3 separate regions of the Mus musculus genome follow, and regions 1 and 2 are each linked to region 3. Evidence: chromatin contacts called from public HiChIP or PLAC-seq and Micro-C data. All regions are on one chromosome and are shown on one strand. Each heading gives the region's core, a stretch centred on a gene start, on an enhancer-like site or on the middle of the called end of the contact. The rest is flanking DNA. Distances are from core to core; before and after follow the strand shown.

Region 1 (3,468 bases), core at 166-2,665, 410 kb before region 3:
TCTCTCTCTCTCTCTCTCTCCCTCCTTCCTTCCTTCTCTCTCTCTCTCTCTCTCTCTCTCTCTCTCTCTCTCTCTCTCTCTCTTTCTTTTTTTCTTAGTTGGTCTCTTCTTTCAGAAGACCTGAGGGAGCTACAGTCCTCACTCTTACCCCCTGCAGCAATGCCAGGCATTCGCAGAGTGGTTCCCATCCCCTAAAGGCCCAGGCAGCTGCGGCTCCCTCCACACTGCTGTCTTCTCCCTATGCTTCTCTGGGGCTCACACCACGGCCTTTTCTCGGATTCTCCCAGTTCAGCCACTTCCTCTTCTATAACCGTGGACCTCTCCGGGTCATTTCAAGTTTCAGATACCAAACTCTTCTTGTGTAGAGCCTTAGTACTTTGACTTATCTTTCCTTTAAACTACATTAATGACTATAAATCAAATTCCTAAAATGTGTAATTTGATCTTCAAAATCTCCCAGTGGTTTCCTAAATTTTAGCTTATAAATTTAAGATGGTACATTTTTTATTTTCCTTCTCTAAACTTCCGTTACCAATTTCAAAAATATAATTAGTTTTGTCAAAGCTTTCAACAAATATAAACTTTTTCTAGTTTTTAACCTGAACATTTACCAACCATTATGTTTTCCTAAGCACATATTTACTATGAACAGGTTATAAGTCAGGATACTATAAAGTATGTGCTACTCTTAAGCAAATACACTGATGGCTGAAAGGACTCCATGGGGCCACAGTGCCAGGGAAGAGACTGGGTGCTGCACGCTGGGCAACGCGAGTCTGGGCACCGAGTGACTACACGTGTTTGCCCTCGTTTACTTTCTATAGCTGTGATAAGAGACTGACCACAGCAGCCTGGGGAGGCTTTACTGGCTTACAGGTTCTGTCTGTCCATCCTTTAGCCCCAGGCTGTGGAGGCAGGACCTGAAGCAGAGATCATGAAGGACTCCTGCTCACAGGCTTACTCAAACTACATCTCCTATACACAGCCCAACCCCACTCCTCAGGGCACCGTTCTAGTGGGCGATCAAGAAACTGGCCCAGCAGACATGCCCACAGGACACTCTTATAGAGGCAACTCTTCCCTGAGAGTCCTTCTCCCCAACTCTGTCTAGGTTTGTGATGTCACACTGACAGCTGGAGGAACCCAAGACCCCTGCCCTCCTGGCACTTATCTTCTACAGAGATTCAAAGAAACAATAAACAAGTTAATGCTAAAAATCCATACATGCCAGATAGGCCTCAGTATTTCAGATGGAAACAATAGGGCTTGATTGTGAAAGAAGCTATTTTTAGTAAGATAATCAGAGAAACCCCTCCCCGCCAATAGCATTTCAATAGACTCCTGGAAGAACATGCCATATGACTCTCTAAAATGTGAAGGTTAGTCACAGAAAGACCAGCCAAGAACACAAAGGCTGGAAGGTAGTTACATGTTTGGTGTGTCAGTCCTGGAATGAAGTAAGCCAGTGCAGTTAGAATACCCTACAGTGGAACAGACAGCAAGCAGTAAGCGACTGAGACTGTAAGATCAATTAAGGAAGTCGGCAAGTGGGATCTTAAACATGTTTTTCATATTTTACTCCAAGGTAGAAACCTGAGAAAACTAGAAGCGTTAGTTATCCACTTCACATTTTTAAAGAACAGCACTTGTAATAAGGAGAAAGTCTAAGAGCCCTAAGCATTTAGTGACTAAGTATCTACTTACAAGACCAGACAAATCGGCAGTTGTATATCTATCGAATGCTTCTCTCAATCAGTGTCACAGGATGCACTCATATCTTTCTATTCTATGCATCTTGAACTAAAGTAAATCACAGTACACAGAAATGTATTTCTCCCAGGAAAATTCTAGACATTTGCTTCTCCTGGTAATTGTCATTCTCTATGTTCTCTGCTTTCTTTCCGCTCTGAGAGTCAAGTCTGCAGCTACAAGCACAAAGGATGTGGAAGTTCTGTAGCTCACGACGACTCTCCTCGTCTCTGACCCTGAGTAGTCTTAGTACCTTCACAACCAGACAGTCTGATGTAACTAGGAGGTGTTTCTTTCTTTCCCTCAACACCTGGAGAAGTGTGGTGCTAAAGACATAAAGAACAGACAGGCTGAAGGCTCGTCTCTCTGATATCAGAGAGGTCCAATCTCCTGACCACTGTGCAGCCCTTTCAAGGGACAGCAATTGCTGCAGCACTCCTGTACTGGGAGCTAGCTTGTTGACACACATTTTAAAGTGCCTCAATTAATACAACACCACTATTTTAGAGAATATATTACTACATTTTGTTCTGAGTGAGACATTGACCCATAAAAAGTTAAGTTACCTCCTTGATATAAATGTGCATAAATTTTGTTAATGGAATTCCCAACAAAATTAAAATCTATTTATGTCTGACTCCAAAGGCTATATACTTTCTCATTATAAAAACCATAAAAACTAAGGTATTTTCTATTTCTTAAAAACCAAAGAGCATTTTTCCCTTGCACTTTCAGACGTTGAGTAACTAAGCTTTAACACCTTATAATAGAACACATCAAAACCAACAGATAAATGGCTAGAAGACTGCTGCTGGAGATACACTGTAGGTTCTTAGGTAAGGAGAACCTCTCAAAACCAGTTCTCAACTACACACAAGGAGATAGATGCATGAGTAGTGTGGCTCGGGACTATCCTGCTCAGCTCAAAAGCACCAGCTCTCAAGACTGCTTTTCTGAGTTCCTAGAACCTATAACTCCTCAGTTTAGTGCTGTGACGACCACGTAGCTTTATCTTGCAAAGCAACACATTCGCAAACAAGTATCAGCTCTAGGCCTCTTGTCCGCTTAGTTACAGGAGTTAAGAATAAAGATAAGCCCTCCTCTCGGTTCATTTTACAGGTCAAACTCTCCCTCTAGACGGGGGCTTTCAAGAGCAGCCTTTTTCAGTTCTAAAGCTCTGTGAACTAGCCCGGGCATGGCAGTGCCCACCTTTAATCCTAGCACTCAGGAGGCAGACAAAGGGGGCTCTGAGTTTGAAGCTAGCCAGGGCTACATGGAGAAACCCTGTCTTGAAAAGCCAAAAGAAAACACACACACACACACACACACGACAAAACCCACACCACTCTATGACCTTAAACTAGGTCCTAAGAAAAATTCAAGTCATCTAAGCAGTAAAATGCAACTATGTAAATTACCAAATATATATATATATACACACATACACACACACGCACACACACACACACACACACACATATACATATATACACTCAAATGTGCAAATCCACCTCTAACATTAGTGGATTAAACAGCCTGATTCTACGGAAGAGGAGGGAGCGGGAGGAGGGAATGTCTCCAACAGCTGAGGAGCACTGCACCTGTGTGGAGGAACACTGCACCTGTGTGGAGGAGCACTGCACCTGTGTGGAGGAGCACTGCACCTGTGTGGAGGAGCACTGCACCTGTGTGGAGGAGCACTGCACCTGTGTGGAGGAG
Region 2 (3,507 bases), core at 240-2,739, 260 kb after region 3:
GTATGCATTCCATTCTGTCTGCAGGAAAAGGGGCAAAGTCCTAAAGACTACAATGTGTGCATGTGTGCAAAGCATGCCTCCAATAGGGTACAAAGTCAGAGACAGGCACGCAGGATGCACAACTTGAAACATTCTTAAAGTAAAGTAGTATTCCTGCTAAAAATGCTCAGAGAGAAAAGTCGGTGTAAGACTGTCTGTAAACCCCTGATTGAGAAATCCACTAGAGTTCCTTTAAATTATCCATTGCTTTGGGAAAAAAACTGCTTAAGCGTTTTGTCATTTCACGCTAATCTTGACAAGAGGAAAAAAGATAAATAAGAGGCCCAGCCGAGCACATGCTCAACACCAACAAAAAAAATCCTCAGCAAACTTGTTCCATAGTGAGGAATCCCTCACAAACCTTCGCCCTCTACACAATCGGAAAAAAACATCAAACCAAAATAAAATGAGATGGTAAACCACCTATCTGTGAATAAAACACAGGGTTAAAAGGTAACGATTGCCTAATAAAGACCGGCAAAGGAAGCTTAGCTTTCTGACCTACCGATGCAGAGCCTTGCAGGCTTAAACATTGTTACAATATGGTAAACATCTTATACTACCTGCAAAGGTGGATGTGGGGGTGGGGGGAGCGAAAAAAAAACATGTAAAATTGGAAGCCTTAATTTTTCCCTCAGCCATTAAGTCAAGAATAATCAAACAATGTGGAAAATTCCTCCACACCTACTTAAGCCTGTTTGAGACCGACTGAATCTTTCCAGCCTTTTAACATCAAGTTGACAAGTCGCTTTAATACAACGTAACTTCCCCCAGTAACAACTAATTAAGGCTTCCAAAAAGTACTCGTTTTTCAGGTTACAGGGAACATCAAGCTTTTCCGTGGCTGCAAGACTGTAAAGAAGCAAAAAGGGGAAAAGGCTGTCCCTGCTGGCAAATTACTACGCAGAAATAACACTTTCTCTCCTATTTGTCCCGGGGTGGGAAGCGGATCAACTTTGAGGTCCCTACAGCTCAAACTGGTGGGACGCACTCTAAAACTATCACAAATGGGGTTGGGGGGCAGCCTCCTAGGCCGGCCTCGCCCCCTATCCTTCGCCCGGATCCCTCCCAGAGCGAAGCCTCGTGGCCACTCGGGTGATGAAACACCCGGCAACCGGCAGCCACGCACTAGGGACGCGGCCGCCACCGATCGTCCCCAACCCCAAGTCCGGCTCGCCCGGCCACGTAGGGTCCCCGGCCCGCCGCCCTACGCCTCCAGTCACCATCACTCCAATATCTCTTCCTCGCCTGCACTCCCGAGGGTCGGCCAGCCGCAAGGAGCGGGCCGTACGCAGGGAGCACGGAGAGCGGCCCACGTCCTTGTCGCTGTAGTCCTCCAATACAGCCGCAGCGCTAGCGCCGGAGCCGGCCCGGGCCGCGCTCCTCTCGGCGCTCGGCGTTCCCCGGGCGCCTTCTCTTGCGTGGCGCGGAGCGGGGAGGGCAGGTTGGCAAGCCGGCGGGCGGAGTCGGCGGCCCTGGAAGGAAAACTGCGCAGGGTCCCGCTAACGCCGCCGCTGAGTCAGCGCGAGGCACGCCCCCCGCGTCGTACCGCGCGGACCCGCGCTAGCAGCAGCCTCATGGAAGTAGAGTGCAGACGGCCGCCAGCAGGCTGGGCCCGGGGGACTACAACTCCCAGCGTGCAAAGCGCATGGGACGCTTCCGAGAGGAGGACCGCGCACGTGCTCCCTGGAGCTCGCAGGGGGCGTGGCCGGCGGGCCTGTGGTGCATGCTGGGAGAGTGCACACCGCCCTCCTAGCTACAGGTTACTGAGGTCCTCTAAGCTTTTAGAAGACCGGCCACGTTGCGCTCTGCTTTGAGCGTCGGCGTGAATTAGTAACTCTCCACTCCCTCCAGAAGGGTCTGGTCAGGTGGCAGTGCGGAGATCCTGAGATCGGAAAAGTGGACGTGGTTGAAACCACGTGTTGAGTCAGTTGCTGAATTCCTTTCCAGCGGTTCCACGTGTCAAGAGTCCAGACGCTTAAGGACTCTTTAAAAAAAAAAAAAATCCGCTGTATTTTTATTTACTTGTTTTGCTTTTGAGGCAAGATCACACTCCATAACCCAGGCTGGTTTTCACTCATTTTTCCCAAGCTGGCCTAAACTTTACAAATTCTGGAATTACTGGCATGAACCACCACGCCCAGTTTAAATATTACTAAATTTGCCTACAAAAAAAGATAGAAAGAAAAAAAGAAAACCGAAAGCAGTCCCCGGTGATGGTGGCGATTACCATTCATCCCAACACTGAGGAGGCAGAGGTAGCCACATCTACAGAGCGAGTGCCAGGACTACAGAGAGAAACACAGTCTCAAAAAAAGAAAAAAAGAAAAGAGAGAGGGAAAACATACGTACAAGTCCCGTGCTTCCGTTCGCTTTGTTTCTTTGATCCCGTGCTATTATTACTGTGTGGGCGCAGTATAAGCTCCAGCAACCTTACCTAAATCCTAAGGCTGCACCTCCATTATTGTTGGCATCATGAGTGTTAAAGTCCATCTCAGTTTACTCATTTTATGTAGAGTGGGACAGTACCAGCCTCAGAGGGTAAGGTTTGGTTAATTTTATTTAGAGGCAGAGAGAGGCTCACTATGTAGCTCTGGTTAGCCTGAAACTTGCTGGCCTTCACTGTTCTCTTGCTTCAGATTCCAGAGTGCTGGAGTTCCAGGTTGTCACCAGGTCTGACTATTTCATGAATTAAGTTTGATACACGTGTTAGACTTATCATAAGTGACACTATCTCTGGGGATACATGGACAAACATCTGTTCACTGCAGATAGATACCCAGATTCGGTACTGATGACAGACTAAAGTGAGGATACCACGAAAGTCAAGCTTGGTGAACCAATGGCTTTTACTGGGGTGACTTTCTTACAGGAGCAGAAATGATATAAAGACAGCAGCCTCCCCGAAGACAGCAGGTAGGACAGGTTCCAGCAATTCAGCTTGTCCAAGAGTGTATAGCATGAGGGAGGGGATGGTATTGTTAATCTGGTTAGTTTGGGGGGGATCTTTGAATTGTTTACTTCCCGAGTTTAAAGAGTTTATCATGAAAACAATGCAGTGCACCCAACGTGTAGATTTCCTTTCGTTTCTTAGAAACAGTATTCTACAGTAAACTCTGGCTGTTCCAGAACTCACTATATAGACCAGGCTAGCCTTGAACTTACCAAGATCCCCCTACCTCTGTCTCCCTCACAAGTACTGAGACTAATGGTGTGTGCCAATACACCTAATATCTTATTCAGTACATGCTCAGTGTACATGTTCAATGTAGTCAAAGCCTTGCCTCTAGCTCCCACTAAGAATAAGCCAGACCTGTTCTACAAGCCTGTGATCCAAGCTGCTTCAGAAGCTGAGGCAGGAGGATCTCAACTTCAAGGCCAGCCAGGGCACAATAGCTATATCCTCTCTTTAAAAGTGAATGACGAGGTCTAGGGATATAGCTCAGTGATAGTGTGCTTACCTCGCAC
Region 3 (3,524 bases), core at 842-3,341:
GAACATAGAGCTCCTGTCAGGCTAAGTAAGCACCCTCCCCCATTGAACTACGTCCTTATGGCCATCTGAGGAGCTGCCTGAATGATTTCCTTCTGTACGGCTACAACCGCAACCATAACGCTGAACAGGGTATTGAGAGCGAACATTCTTGTTACCATCCTCGAAAGCTAACATTTATGTAGCCTTTTACAGTGAAGTAGGTGGCTAGCTGTAAGTTTTTATGACTCTTTTTCTTTTCTTTTCTTTTTTTTAAATTTTTTTTTCGAGACAGGGTCTCTCTGTGTAGCCCTGGCTGTTCTTGAACTCACTCTGTAGCCCAGGCTGGCCTCAAACTCAGAAATCCTCCTGTCTCTGCCTCCCAAGTGCTGGGATTAAAGGCGTGCGCCACCACTGCCCAGCGAGACTCTTTTTCTTTAGACAGGTTCTTATAGCCTAAGCCCAGGTTAGCCTCAAACGTATAATCCTCTTTCTCCCAGTGTCCTAAGAGCTGGAATTGCGAGTATTTGCCATCATGGCTAGGGGAAAACTGTCTCTGATTTTTCTGCACGAGGCTGAGTTCCTTGGATCTTATTTTCTCAAAATTTAGACGTTTTGAAGCTATTATTTCATTTAAAAAATTATTTCTTCTTTTTCTAACTCCAGTCCTGTGAGTGGTGGACTACATTGTCGTGTCTCATAGGTCACAGAGATCCTATACATTTTTATTGTATATTATATTAATTGTACAATACTGTATGTTATTATAAACTATCTGCTTTATTTTTAGATGTAAAATAAAAAAAAGAAAAATACTTTTCGAAGGTTCTGTGTCCAGTTGTCTGACAGATGTCTCAGTGGTTAAGAGCACATGGTACTCTTGCAGAGGACCCATGTCAACTCCCAGGAACCCTCGTGGTGCCTCACAACCATTTGTAACTCCAGTCCCAAGGGTCAGACGCTCTCGTTGACTTCCCCAGGAACTAGGCAAGCATAGTACACATACATGCATGCAGACAGACACTCATGCACATAAATCTTTTAAAAAGAAATCGCAAAGGTGTGAGTCCAACACACAATCAACTGGCAAATGGCTGTACCTTCTTTTGTTCTGCATAGAACAGTGCTCACTTGGTATATCGTGCATTGACCTCGCAGGAATCCCTAACAGCAACTTAACTTTTTAGCTAACTTAAAATATTTTTTGAGGTTTCATTCAACAAAGGATGTGTTGCTACTGGTCGTGCACTTCTTTTCTTTTTTAAGATTTATTTATTTATTTATTTATTTATTTATTATAAGTACACTGTAGCTGTCCTCAGACACAGCAGAAGAGGGCATCGGATGTCATTACAGATGGTTGTGAGCCACCATGTGGTTGCTGGGATTTGAACTCAGGACCTCTGGAAGAGCAGCAGTTAGTACTCGTAACCACTGAGCCATGCACTTCTAAGTTTCCAAGAAGGCTTGCAAAAACTCACCAAGTAGGACTGGCCAAGATGCCAAGGCACCTGCCGCCAAGCCTGAGGGCCTGAGTTAGATCCCCTGCACTCACTCCACAGAAAGAAAGCACTGACGCCCGCAAGATGCCCTCCGACCTCCACACACGTGCCGCGGAAGGTGCGTGAGCACGCAAAACCCACAAAAATAAATGTAAATTAAAGTGTGATTAAAACTTGAAACGTTGACCAGAGCTCCTAGCGTCGTAAAGACGTTCCTAAATTGTTTGAAAGTACATGCCAGCCGAGGAAAGTGGAATAACAACAGCTGAGCCAAATGAGAACTTCACCTCGACAGGTGAAAAGTCAAAGGACACAGGCAGAGCTGTCCATTAACCCCAGGACTGGCCGGGACTTTAACCAGCAGCTGATCTTGTGTTCACAGCACGTGCGCTGCTTCACTCTGGAGGGAAGATGAGCGGACTGACTCCTGTCTTCATCTCCGGTGCTCTGTCCTTCCTCCTGCAGCATCAGGAGCAGGCCTAACCAGTGGCGAGGCCAGGCTCCGCGCGGTCCTAGCTCTGTCCAGCCCTGCCCAGCGCCCGGGCTCTCCGCCGCTCCCCAGGCCCCGCCCACGGCCGCCCGTCACGTGACGACGCGCCCCGCCCCCTGCCCCGCCTCACGTGATCTCGCCTAGGGAGAGAAAGCCTGACCCCGTCTCCTGCGCTCACCGGCGTCTCTCCGCAGCTCTCGGTTCCCCCGCGGAGCTTGGCCGCCATGCGGCTCCCTTCGGCAGCCGGGCCCCGGCCGGGCCGTCCCCGCCGCCTGCCGGCGCTGCTGCTGCTGCCGCTGCTGGGAGGCTGCCTGGGGCTCGTGGGGGCGGCTCGCAGGCCCAACGTGCTGCTGCTGCTCACCGACGACCAGGACGCGGAGCTCGGCGGCATGGTAACTCGTGTCCACGCCCTCCCCTTGCCCCTTTGCTGGGCCGCTTGGCCGTGGGTGGCTGTGCGCGGTCACTCCGGGCCCTCCGGGAGCTTGGACGAGTCATGGGACCCGGCTTCCTCCCCCGAGCTCACCCACAGGCTCGCACCGTGCGCACGGTGCCTCCAGCCTGGACCTTACTGCTGCAGTGGACACTCGCCGCTCAGGGCAAACCTGTGGAGGCCAGTGATTGATTAGGGAGATCCGAGGCCACGTCAGCCCTCTTCACGGAGGACCTGGGACGTCGGCATCCGTGCTTCTGTGGTGGCTATAAAAGTGGGTTTGTAGGCTGTCGAGCTGTTATTGACAGAGAGTGTTTTTGCTTAAGAAGCATCAAAACCAAAATCAATTGGCCTAATCGAACAGTTGGCTGAGGCATTACTGTCAGGGCTCCAATTTAGGTCTAATGGGTGTTAGTCATGAAGACTGCATTTCCTTCCCAGTCACTTCTGCTCTTTCGAGGTTCCGGAATTTGACCTTTGGGAACATGAACGCCAATCTCCATCCATTGGTGCTCTAGGGATTTGCCCAAAGCACTGAGCGGGAGGAGGCAGATTAGGACCAACCCTCCAATGGTATTCCGTCCTGGGTCAGCATTGCTCTCACTAAAAAGGAAAAAGAAACAAGTCGAGACTCTCTCCCTCTTTCGGTTCTCCTTCTGCTTTCAGCTGATTGCGGTAGCTGTGAAACCTCTAAGCAGGAGGGTCCTACTTTTTCCTGTGTGGTCATTAACCCTGGCTCAATGTCCTTCAAGTTGCTGGTCCCAGCTGATCAGTGAGTTGTGAAATGAGTCTAGTGAGCCAACATTTTGGTTTTCCACGTGTCACATGTGATAATGGTTAGCAGAGCCTGTGTATTTCTGGGCTGGGCAGTAACACTTTGCCTTCCGCGAACTGTCTTTTTCTAGATGGTGTTCTGTTACCAATCCCCTTGGCCCTTCTCTATATCTACATAGATCCCATTCATCGCCTTGTTGCTGTTGTGGTATCCCCTGAGCCATAAGGATGTTGAATCTCTTCTCCCCTCCCACCCTGCTGGAGGGCCTGCTAAGCCAGTTCTCTCTCAGAGCGAGCCCCCACCCCCTGTACCAAAAGTCTTGACTTAATTCCCTCTTAGGTTTTATTATCC

What was found. Hi-C and Micro-C count contacts between places; a contact is called where the count stands out from the background. HiChIP or PLAC-seq counts read pairs in DNA pulled down with a chosen protein or histone mark.
Region 1: a Micro-C map of the G1E-ER4 cell line shows a contact between it and region 3, with 4 times the contacts expected there. The contact joins the enhancer-like site here to the promoter of Gns in region 3. A contact is called at or near these places in 1 of 39 promoter capture datasets (HPC-7-derived erythroid cells), 1 of 484 Hi-C or Micro-C datasets (the G1E-ER4 cell line), 3 of 115 datasets of contacts at active chromatin or transcription factors (bone marrow-derived macrophages, embryonic stem cells and pro-B cells) and 1 of 9 other capture datasets (macrophages).
Region 2: an H3K27ac HiChIP or PLAC-seq map of microglia shows a contact between it and region 3, with 9 times the contacts expected there. The contact joins the promoter of Xpot here to the promoter of Gns in region 3. A contact is called at or near these places in 8 of 39 promoter capture datasets (the C10 cell line, cranial neural crest, erythroid cells and 3 more), 11 of 484 Hi-C or Micro-C datasets (CD4 T cells, CD8 T cells, the G1E-ER4 cell line and 5 more), 11 of 115 datasets of contacts at active chromatin or transcription factors (the 230-238 cell line, bone marrow-derived macrophages, embryonic stem cells and 8 more) and 4 of 9 other capture datasets (adipose tissue, liver, macrophages and 1 more).

The regions. Positions count from the first base shown.
Region 1 is chr10:120,954,261-120,957,728 of GRCm38.p6, forward strand. All of the region lies in intron 1 of Lemd3 (LEM domain containing 3), which reads right to left. It overlaps Gm50589 (a long non-coding RNA gene), which reads right to left. Exons shown (of 2, transcript XR_001779658.2): 1 at 3,414-3,468; 2 at 519-3,371. Among named protein-coding and RNA genes, the nearest start is that of Gm50589, 10 kb to the right of the region's middle. Within about 2 kb of position 1,416, at least 23 of the 459 cell types and tissues checked have an H3K27ac peak or open chromatin away from gene starts, as enhancers often do. A contact at or near this core is called in the G1E-ER4 cell line, where this site is marked.
Region 2 is chr10:121,624,843-121,628,349 of GRCm38.p6, forward strand. It overlaps Xpot (exportin, tRNA (nuclear export receptor for tRNAs)), which reads right to left and starts at 1,490. Exons shown (of 25, transcript NM_001081056.2): 1 at 1,263-1,490.
Region 3 is chr10:121,362,999-121,366,522 of GRCm38.p6, forward strand. Gns (glucosamine (N-acetyl)-6-sulfatase) reads left to right here and starts at 2,092. Exons shown (of 14, transcript NM_029364.4): 1 at 2,092-2,360. The coding sequence starts at 2,193. Gm51786 (a long non-coding RNA gene) reads left to right here. Exons shown (of 3, transcript XR_003948972.1): 3 at 1-269.